Regions from separate parts of the Gossypium arboreum genome. Here region 1 is linked to region 2. A link is a contact called in public Hi-C data. All regions are on one chromosome and are shown on one strand. Each heading gives the region's core, a stretch centred on a gene start, on an enhancer-like site or on the middle of the called end of the contact. The rest is flanking DNA. Distances are from core to core; before and after follow the strand shown.

The links. A called contact is a pair of places that touch in the nucleus more often than the background predicts.
Region 1: a Hi-C map of leaf shows a contact between it and region 2, with 2.9 times the contacts expected there. The contact joins the promoter of LOC108478501 here to the promoter of LOC108479813 in region 2. A contact is called at or near these places in 2 of 5 Hi-C or Micro-C datasets (both in leaf).

Annotation. Positions count from the first base shown.
Region 1 is chr12:85,659,340-85,664,553 of ASM2569848v2, reverse strand. LOC108478501 (spindle and kinetochore-associated protein 1 homolog) reads left to right here and starts at 2,364. Exons shown (of 9, transcript XM_017780960.2): 1 at 2,364-2,677; 2 at 2,791-2,915; 3 at 3,065-3,177; 4 at 3,745-3,817; 5 at 3,896-3,963; 6 at 4,080-4,185; 7 at 4,271-4,300; 8 at 4,434-4,547; 9 at 4,817-5,133. The coding sequence starts at 2,581. The coding sequence ends at 4,894.
Region 2 is chr12:85,469,628-85,475,257 of ASM2569848v2, reverse strand. It overlaps LOC108479813 (cytochrome b5 domain-containing protein RLF), which reads left to right and starts at 3,170. Exons shown (of 7, transcript XM_053023437.1): 1 at 3,170-3,357; 2 at 3,472-3,595; 3 at 3,769-3,991; 4 at 4,153-4,323; 5 at 4,429-4,563. The coding sequence starts at 3,557.

The DNA.
Region 1 (5,214 bases), core at 1,115-3,614, 190 kb before region 2:
CCTTCTAAGATTTAATGTACATTGATCAAGGATCATATATATATATATTTGTTGAAATATATTTATGTTTCATTGATCTTTTTATATGATGACAAACACTATCACTAGATGTAATGTTTGGTGAAGCTAGCTTTTGTTCTTAGTTATGTGCATGCAAGAACAATGACGTATAGTTATTTGGTTTTGCATTATCTTTCTCCTTATGTGATAAGAAAAGAAAAGCACAATGGCACTTAAAAAATGAGCACAATGGCCATTGCTATGTTTAAAAAAAAAGCATAAGATGTTGATAGTTGTTATGCCTATAGTGAGTTCGTTTTATGTTCTATTGTGCCCTTGTGAACAATGCGTCAGATTAAGGGAATCATTTTGTGCGTTAGACACCCACGAGATCAAAACTTTACAAACTTGAGATCTTACGAGCCTGAATCATTGGGACTACATGCATGACTTGAGCATGATGTGCGCCATTCACGTATATTCATTTCCTGACAATTCATATCTATGACGACAAGGCATTAGTAGGTCGATCAGTTACTTTTCAAGGTGTCTGGAACAAGGGCAAAGACAAGATGCAGGCGGTGGCTTTGGCTCCCCAAAAAATGGTAAATTAACCATTTAGTCCCTTCAAAATTTATGAAATCCCAAGTTAATATAAAGATAAAATTGTATTTTGTCTTCAAAAAATTCATTGTTCATTTTTGTTCTCCCCAAATTTTCTTTTCTAACTCTGGTCTGGAACCATAAAACGAGAAGGATCTTCTCCTCTAGCTTTCTCTCTAATCCTCTCTAAAACCTTCATATTCCGGTCAGCCTAATTTTTCTACGGCTCACCCTCACCGCGACGAGATCCTCCTTGTATCAACAATAGTAAAAGATGAATTAAATGCATGGAATGGATTGTAAATGAAAGAGAGATATATATGTATAGTAGATGCATGTAATGTCTAAAGATTATGTGATGGTGGTTGTCGAGAGTTTTCTTCTTTAAATGAGGTCGGCGGCTGTTCATCATCAGTTATTACATAGATCAGTTTTCTACAGTTGAAAGTTTGAAGTCTTGTGTTGCAACAGTTGCACATGGTACCAACTGAAATAACCGGATAATATGTAAGTAGAAAATATTGACTACATATATCAGTGGACCCAAAACTGGTCGTAGTTGATTGAAACCATTATAAATGCACCTACCATTTTGAATGTATTGCTGCAATTTATTCATCACGTGTCGATCCACTTCACTTTGAAATTTATCTATGTATTGGCTTTCATAAGTACTAATCTGTAAATCATGGAAAATTATCGTCCTCATGATATTAATTTATTTTGCTAATTAAACCACAGATTTCCGGCATTTAAAATGCTAATAAAGTTGCATCAACTTGGCTGGGTTGAGTTTTTATCTTGGGGCAAGGGACTTATATTGAAGCTTGGGCATCTTGTCTCCTAAAAGTAGATACAAACATTCTATACAAATGAATATGGAAACTATTTGGAATCAACTCAAGTAAATAATAAAAACATTGAATGAATCGTTTGTTTTATTGTATTTCTTCACAATAAATTATTTTGAAGAGTAATTTCCTTAAATTCTAAATCCCTCTTAAAAGTTATAATTAATTGAATTTTTCTAGTAATGAAAAGTGTGGATCAAATGTAGCATATTGATTGGGTATTCACTTTTCGAGGAGTAGTTTGAGTTCAAATCATAACGGATTAAATTGTAATAATATGTGTACCTATTGCATTGATAACTCAATTTCTCACTCTAATTTTTTTTTATTTTGTAGTTGGATTCAAATTATTCATATAGTTGGTATAAACATGTTTTGAATATAATGCACGCCAAACCCAAATCGACATTTAACGCCTAAATTGAATATCAACCTAATCTAAGAATTTGATTGATACAATATTAATACTTTTAAAACTCAAATAAAACATTTTGAAGTTCGGAGATCAATTTAACATATGTACAATAGCTTTGTGACGTTTAGTGAAATTAACCCTTGAAAGTATAAAGGGATAAGACAATATTTAGTTATTGAATTTGACAATTTTTTTCAAATTTTGGTCCATGATGTGACACTCTAAGATTTGTGCCATGTCATCAACTAATTTTTTAAATTAAAAATATAGCTTTTTAGGTGATGACATGATACAATATTAATGCCATGTCATCACATGGATTAAAATTGAAAATAAATTACCAAGTTCAAGGACTAATGTAGAGCAAAATAATTCAAGGATTAAGTTAAAAAAGTTACCAAATTCAAGGACTAACTGTTACTTTTATCCCAAATATAAACAAATTTGCCTGAGTAATAGGCTAATAATATCCATATAGTTTGGGCTAATAATATCCCAAATGTTACTATTGGGTCTCTGGCGGATTTCAAATTGTCCAATTGTTAGAAAATAATTGTTGTTTCAATTCCCCGGATCACCTTCGTCATCACTGGTTCTAATTTCAAACTCTAATCCCCTTTCTGTTTCCCACCAAAACTCTCAAATCCCTAAAATCAATTGATTACCCATTCGAAACCAATCGGTCCCACTCGTAAAGAGGAGAGAACAGAGATGGATCTTAAACAAGCCGGTTCATCACTCGATTCTCTGATATCTTCATTCAACACTCGAATCGCTGAGCTACAAGAACTCGTCATTGCAAGGAACAGTGAGTTAACTCGGAATTCAGCTCTCTTTCCCCCTTCCTTTTTCTTCTTTTCGGAATCCATGTTAAATTTTGCTTTAGAGCTTGTAAGATTAATGCTCTTCCTTTGTTCACAGTGTACCCGGCGAGTAGTGTGACGGATTTGTCGGCAATTGATGCGGCATTGAAGGGCATGGAGCTTCAAGTGAAGGCGATCAAGGACCGCTTGCACGAGGAAACCAAGGCCATTCCAAAAGCCAAAGTACGTTCCTTCTAAAATCTTCAGTTCTTTCCTCATTTAGAGGCTTGAACTTTTAAAATTAAGGTTCGGAATAAGGTCTTTTTAGTATAGTTAATTTGAATATTATTGGAAATTTTTTGGCTGAGCTGAGATCGTTGTGATGATTTCAGAAACTGATTGCCAAATCGCTGCGGCAGCAGAAGAAATTGCAGAGTATGTCTGTTTATGCACCCTCATATTTGCCTGAAAGAACTGCAACCTTGAATTTGGACTCTGATAGAGGGTAATTAAATTGCGAGATTTCTTTTTCTCATTATGTATAGGTTAGATTCTGCCATTAGTCCCTATGTGTAAGTTGTGATTTAGTCTCTATATTTTAGTTTTGTCAAAATTTAGTCCCTTTACTTTTTGAATTGTCTAATTTTAATCTCCGGACTTTTTGAATTTTGAAATATTAGACTTTACCCAACCGGTAGCAGTTAAACCCTATTGGTTAAATTCTGTTATTAATATTGTACTATGCCTAAAGTTATAGGTTTAGTCTATGTTCTCTGATTTGATCATTCATATTTTCTATACTTTTTAAAATTTCAATCTGGCTTTTTTCTCAATGGAAATAACAAACTGTCATGACACATATGATGATATGTTTGTTGCATCAAATTTTGAAATAACAAAACTTAAACAGCTACCATTTGGTAATGACTGCAGTTTTAAAAATTGAAAAGTACAGGACTAAAAATAACCAAGTTAAAGTATATTCAGGAAACTTTGCTATATAGTAATATACTTTAATTTCAGTTTCTTGTATGTAGAGATAATGATTATATGCAACATCATTTTGTCTCAGTTTGGTTCCTGAAGCCTGTAAACAGCAGCCTAATCAGAGCACTATGGTTGAGGAGCCTGCTGCTATACCAAAGGTTTGTAATGGCACTATAGTTGCTAAATAGATGGAACTGAACTTGGGGCTTATTTCATTATATTTCCTGTAATGGCAGGAGAAGAAAAGCCGTGGCTCTCCGCCATTATGGTACATAACTGCCGGTGAATTAGATTCATTGTCTTCGTAAGTATATCTTTTTAAACCAAGGCTAGGATAATTTCTTTTGCTGCACTCTCTTCTTTTAAAGTGGCTTAATAACGATTTCATTCTTGTCTATCACTAACTCATCTCTAGTGCAGGTACATGAGAGGAAGGCTCACACTTGAGAAGGTCAATGCAGCTATTAATGACATGGCAACATATGCTGAGGCAAATGCTCAGCTTATTGCTGCTCCTAAGAAGAAGGTATTCATTTCAAAGCTTTGTGGTGTTTATTTATGTGTCTATAATCTCATGGTCTTCGCTAATAATTTTCCCTTTCTTCATGAAGTTGGCAGAAAATCAATGGGAGAGAGCCTTGGTAAGTAAATCCTAACCAGCATGTGACACAATGTTTCTCTGTTGTCTATTGTAACCATTTTATCACGTTGGTGCTGAACATGCTAATTAACTGCTGTGAATTTGCAAGTAATTTTTTGAATTACCATATGCAGGAACTGAAAGATATTGCAACGACAGAATCTATAAAGGGAAAGCACTTTTTCCTTGAAACTGATATGAAAGGACCATCATTGAAGCTTGACAATACTGGAAAAGCCATTCTAACTGTGAGTTCCTTCTTGCCCTTCCTTTCGTTTGCTGATAAAAGCCTATTCATGACATGTACGTTAATTAGGATGCAATGTTTTATTGATTAATAGAGCTGTTTAAGATATATGGTTCAATTTTATTCTTATGGTTAATTAATTGTTAAGAACTTCTAAATACTCCACAATGGGAATGAAACTGTCATTTATGTCATGTTATGCAAGTGATGTTTTATGTAGAAACATATTGAAACCCCTTGTTTATTTCATGGCTATATGCTGTTTGATAGGTCCTTCGTCACCTTGGTCGCATCAGTGAGACTCGGATGGGACATCATCGTGTGATCATTCTTTTGAAACCTCAATGAATCGTCTCAATTCATGTACGCTTAATTACAGCTTATATTGTTAATTCTGTGTCCAACTTGCATTGATGTTGAAGTGTGAAGATGATTAAGTAGGCAGTAACTATCTAGAGTCCTGGATGAGTATTAGTAAAGCTTACTAGGACTGTCTCCAGGAATATATGGTTCAAATCTGAACTCTTTCTGATATGGAAGTTGAATAACAAGAAATATAAATTTATATATGGGTTGATTTTTTTATCCCTCCAGCTGCCAGCCGATAATCATATTGCTCTCTCTCTTCTATAGACTTGTCAATTAGATTGATTGGATCGGTTTGGGGT
Region 2 (5,630 bases), core at 1,921-4,420:
CGACGAATAGTCATGGCGGACTATTAATGGCGGACTCTCAATGTAAAGATAGTCCTTGGTGGACTCTTACATGAAAGAAGATCCCTGCAGATTTTGGCTTGAGAAAAATAATTTATAAGAACTCTTGTATCTTGAACATAAGGACAAGCCCGTGCAATCTCTTGCTTGAAATATAGTCTATATTGACTCTTATGAAAGATATTCTCCTTGAACTCTTAAAACTTGAAATATGAATATAAGATCAGCAGACTGCTATAGCTTGATTCATAGGATAATCTAGTGGACTTTCATACAGACGGATTCAAATAGAAAATCTATGAATACAGACTCATACATGCGGATCCATATAGGTATGGATTCTTATATGCGAACTATTCCGTGGACTTCACATAGTAGAATTCCACGTATAACTTTGTCATGAAGCTTTGAGAATAAGCTCAGTGACTTTTTGTAACTTGAAACATGAGATAAGTCCAGCGGACTGTCTTATCTTGCGTGTGCCCATGGCCATGGAGCTTACTCACATAAATGAGGTTTAAGCCTTAGACTCTGCAGGGTCTTATACTTGAAAGAACCCATATAAGGTTATGATATACATGTGTGCATATATCTTCGTACAATCCAATTGATCCTTCACAAAGCCAAATATCATGCGTATACATTCTTCTTACAACCCGCTCGAACCTCCGTAAAATCAATTAACGTGTGGCATAGAGTGCACAACATGACATTTCATCTTTCATCTGCCATTACATCCCTCCATACTTCACATACAATTCATTTTCATGATTGACATATAGCAAGCATTCAACTAAACATATTGTGAATAATACAACACAGATCATACTAAACATATCATCTATCGGACCATATTAATGATAACCCCTTCAGTAATTACTTTACCAGTAACAGTTCATCAAAACAACAACTTATATATTCAACCAGGCATGCATCTGTAAATCAACACATTGTATGCTTCAATAGTAAAAAAAACATTTCACAATAATTCATCTCCTCATCATTAGTAGAACATGAAATCAAACATGCCACAACAACACAGTACTGATATACATAAACAAGCACTGAGGATTTTGAGTTCAGAAACTCATCAACAAAATACCTAAAAGTTGATAGTGACTACATCTGCTTTATTTTGCGCTTATCGCTTGAGCCTCCTCTTTCTTAGTTACCTAAGCATAACCATATCAAAATCAAAACAAAGGCATGCGCATGTAAGAAAACCATGATTCATTTGCATGTAGAGAAACTTTAAAGGCTAACTATGACCTTAATTATCATAGTACAAATTTAATGAATTAATTGAAACCCTTAATTTTCTCCACCTTTTCCTCAATCAAAGGATATAGAAAAGTTAAAAAGATTACTATTTTACTAAATTCTCAATTTCATAAGCTAATACGTTAATTTCTCCCCCATGGAGATTACTCATTAACTTGTCTCTCTTACCAAATAACTAGAGAAGAAGATAAAAGAAAGATAATGAATACAAAAATTAGAGTGCTTTAAGGATAATGGCATTCATCTCTTATATAACCTTCCTACATTCATTCACCAAAACCAATTCGTTAGCTCCAAAATTAATGTTCCTCGTCATAATGTTTCCAACTAAAAAATTACCAATTCTAATGTAACGAGACTAATAGTTGACGTCTAAGCAATTTCCAATTCAGTTAACAATATTCACATAATTACACTAAGGTCCTCTTAAATAGAAAGTTTTATAGTTAGATACCCAGAATTACTATTGTACTTACCATTTAACGTTCCCAAGTGTGACACTTGGAGATAAAAATAATGAAAATGAAGAGATCTTAGTAAGTTATGTCAATAAAAAATTTGGAACTGAAATGAATAGTTGCTGACAATAGTTTTGCAATGTTGAAAGAATGAAAGGAAATGTGGATCTTAAATAAATTTGTCGAGAAATATAGACATGGAATAGATTGACTAAAATAGAAATACACAATTGAAGTAAAATTAAATTGAGGAAGTTTTTGGACTAGCAGTCCATACATCTAAACTATAAAACTAATGGGATATAAATGAGTAAGTTTTGTGAAAATGAAATAAAAAAAAATTAAGTTTTTTGTTCAGTCTTGGTATTGATTATGAAAATATTTTCTTTTGTGTTGAATGCAATAACCTTTAAATATCTTATTAGTATGGTGGTTAATGAAAGATTTGATATGCGACTTATGATTGTTGTTATAAATTTTAGATGAATCACTATATAGTAAAGTTTATATTAAAATTCTTAAAAGATTTAGAATACTATAAATATATATAATTTTTGGAAAATTATTTAATATGTTTGTGTAATATTTATATGGTTTAAAATGATTTAAACCTATGTGTTTTATAGAAGGATCATAATGAAAGTTTGCTATGATTATTTCTCAGTCATGACTTTTAGAAGAATGATAATATAAACATTTATTAAATCTCTTCAAATGATCGTTTGCAAAGTTAATATATTCAATATTGAAAGATGTAGAATATGAGATATTATATGATGTTGTCATGAGAGAGGTAAATATATGCTGTACTGTCTTTCATTTAATTGAGGTTTTGTCAGTTTTCTTGGTAAGACTTTTAATGAGGTAGCAAGTTATCCATATTATAAATATGTGTATTCTTTTTCCTTTATTAAGAATTTTTCCAACATGATTTTTATCTTAATAAAATTGTAATAAGGCATGTTATCTATAAATGAACATTTAATGGGGAGTGTTATAAATATTTTATTATTATAAAGTGTATGTCTTTTAGGATAAGAAGCTTGATGTACTTAGGACTTTAATATCCATTAGGAGCATAATTTGATTTCATTTACTTCTTATATTTATAAATATAGACTTTAGAGAAGTATTATAAATATTCCTATTGGTGACTAAATACACATTTCTTTTTTTTATTCTTTATCATTTTATTTTATAACATTCTTTTATTTCTTTTAGATTTTAGAATATTAAATTCAAATTTAACATAGTATTATGATCCATAAATAAAAATAAGAATAGTTGGTAAATTTCACAATATAAATAGAAATTTATTAAACATATTGATTAATTTACATTTATTTTGAAATAATGTCTTATTATTCAACTAAGATCTAAATAAAACTTTAATCAAATTTAAAAAAACCCAGACTAAAGCCCATAAACCCTTAGCCCATGCATGCAGCTGTGCCCTAGTTTCTTTTCTTTCCAGCGGCGGGTTTTTATTTCCTCTTTTTCCACCCTCTCGAACGTTTTCTTCTTTTCCAGTGCTTTTCTTCGGATCGGCCACATATCCTGTGTCCTTACCGGCGTCGACAAGGGTGTGGCCTTCGTTCAGGCGAGTCCGAGCAACAGATTCTAATATTTTAGTTTGTAATTTGCCCTTATTTCCTTGATTAATGGCATTTTATATCATCGTTTTCTGAAAATCTTTCTGATTTTGAAATTTCAGATGGTGTAAGAGCTGTTGTAATTGTATCACTTGAGAGGAACTGTTGCCTGACTTGATTTTGTAAATCTTAGTCTCCCCTCATAGCATGGACAACACCAGCAATGATGATTTCACCTTTTGTAAGGCAAGTTAAATTCTATAATTTTCATGACCTTAAAGTACACCTTTTCATTTGGTGTATTGGCGTAATGTATCAAGAATAAGATGTGTTATTCTTTTTTACTCCCGATATAAACTTGAGTGCCGGATATTTTCATTTTATTGTAAGAATAGTTAAATATATGGTTTCTGGTTTAGGTTGGGTTACCGACTGATCAAAATGGTTTGGAGGAAAAGAATCTTGCAGCTGATATTGGTGGTATTGCCATTAAAGACGAAACCTCAAACTGCAGCGATAATAGCAAGAATGGTGGTTTTCCCTGGAAAGATAAACATCCAAATAATGCCACATTTGTAGATCAGGCTACTGTTGGTTCTTTGACTTTCAATGTTATTGATGCTTCATGTTTGAAATCATCAGGTATTGCCATTAAAGACAATCCTCAAACTGCAGCGATAGTAGTAAGAATGGTGGTTTTCCCTGGAAAGATAAACATACAAATAATGTTACCTTTGTACATCAGGCTACCGTTGGTTCTTTGACTTTCAATGTTATTGATGCTTCATGTTTGAAATCATCAGGTGAATCATCAAGACAAGTAGCATATGTAGATGCGGGTGCTTCAGCAGTGAAGTCAGAAAAACCACGAAGTTCTACCAGAAAGTCTGCACCTCGGACCAAGGTTCCTTTTGAGAAGGGATATAGTCAAATGGACTGGCTTAAGCTTAGTCAAACTCATCCTGACCTTGCAGGTATGATGCGAAACAGTTCCTAAGACGTTCCCCTCTCATTTAACTCTTCAAAATGTAATGCCAACTGCATGTTTCTTCTATATTTCACCAAAAATTGTGTTTTAGGATTGAAAGGGCAGTCAAATAGGAGGCTTGTTTCAATGAGTGAAGTTAAGCAAAATCAAAAAGAAGGTTCCATGTGGACTGTTCTGAAAGGACGTGTCTACAATATATCTCCATACATGAAGTTTCACCCTGGAGGTACGTATGTGGCTTTTCAATTGTGGAAGTTTTAACCTTTGACAGAATGAACACTCTATTCTTTGATAAATCTGAGTTAGATTTATCTGGCCCAAGTAGATAATCTGCAGTTTTCTCTAAGGCAGTCATATTTATTATTTGTTGGAAGTCTATCTTCTATTTTAGTCAGCTTCTAGTTTTTGCAGTATAGGGATATGTGGCATTTATCTGAAGGTTTATCTTCCTATGAACTCTATAATTTGAAAAGAATATTCCTTCTTATTTTTAGTTTTCTGGATTTGGTTTTCAATGAACACATCTGATGCAGGAGTGCCATATTAGTTTAATTATTTAAAGTTTGTTTTTCTGTTATTTTATTTGAGTGTGGTATTTTATCAGTATAAGACTCTTAGTAGTAAGAGTTCTAGAATAAATACTCTACCGGATGATTTCCATGGGACGTTACATGTTGAAGAATATGTGGATTGGGAAGCCATAGTAGAACATTATTTTGAGTGGAAACCCATGGCTGAACCTAGAAAGCTTCTATTTGTGAACCTGAAATTAAATGGCGTTGCACTGCAATGGTGGAAGAGAGTATGATCATGTCAAGGACAGCAAAAAATCAGTTGTTGGGTTCACATGAAAGGGAAGATGCAGATACATTTTCCACCAGCAGCTTATGCTATTGAACTTTATGGAAAATTTTACTTGCTCAGAGAGTTTGATAAGTCTGTTGATCACTACGCTACTGAATTTAGTAATCTGTTCATTAGAGTTGGTTTGAATGAAACTATTGATCGGCTAAGAGCTCGTTATCTTGTGAGTTTGGATTTAAGTATTGGAGATGAACTGGGGTTGGTTTGTGTCTATAATTTGGAAGATGCTCGACGTTGTGACTTACAAGCTGAGAAAAGAGTTTTACTCTACGGTGCAAGGAGACCTTTATCTAGTAGGGTCGATGGTGTTTCCAAAGGCAGTTACTGGTAAGGAAACTGCTTCTTCAAGCAAGGTCTATGGAGGATTGCAATAGAAACCAACAAAGGCAATATAAGGAAGAGTGGGGGGTGGAACATGATCCAACTTTA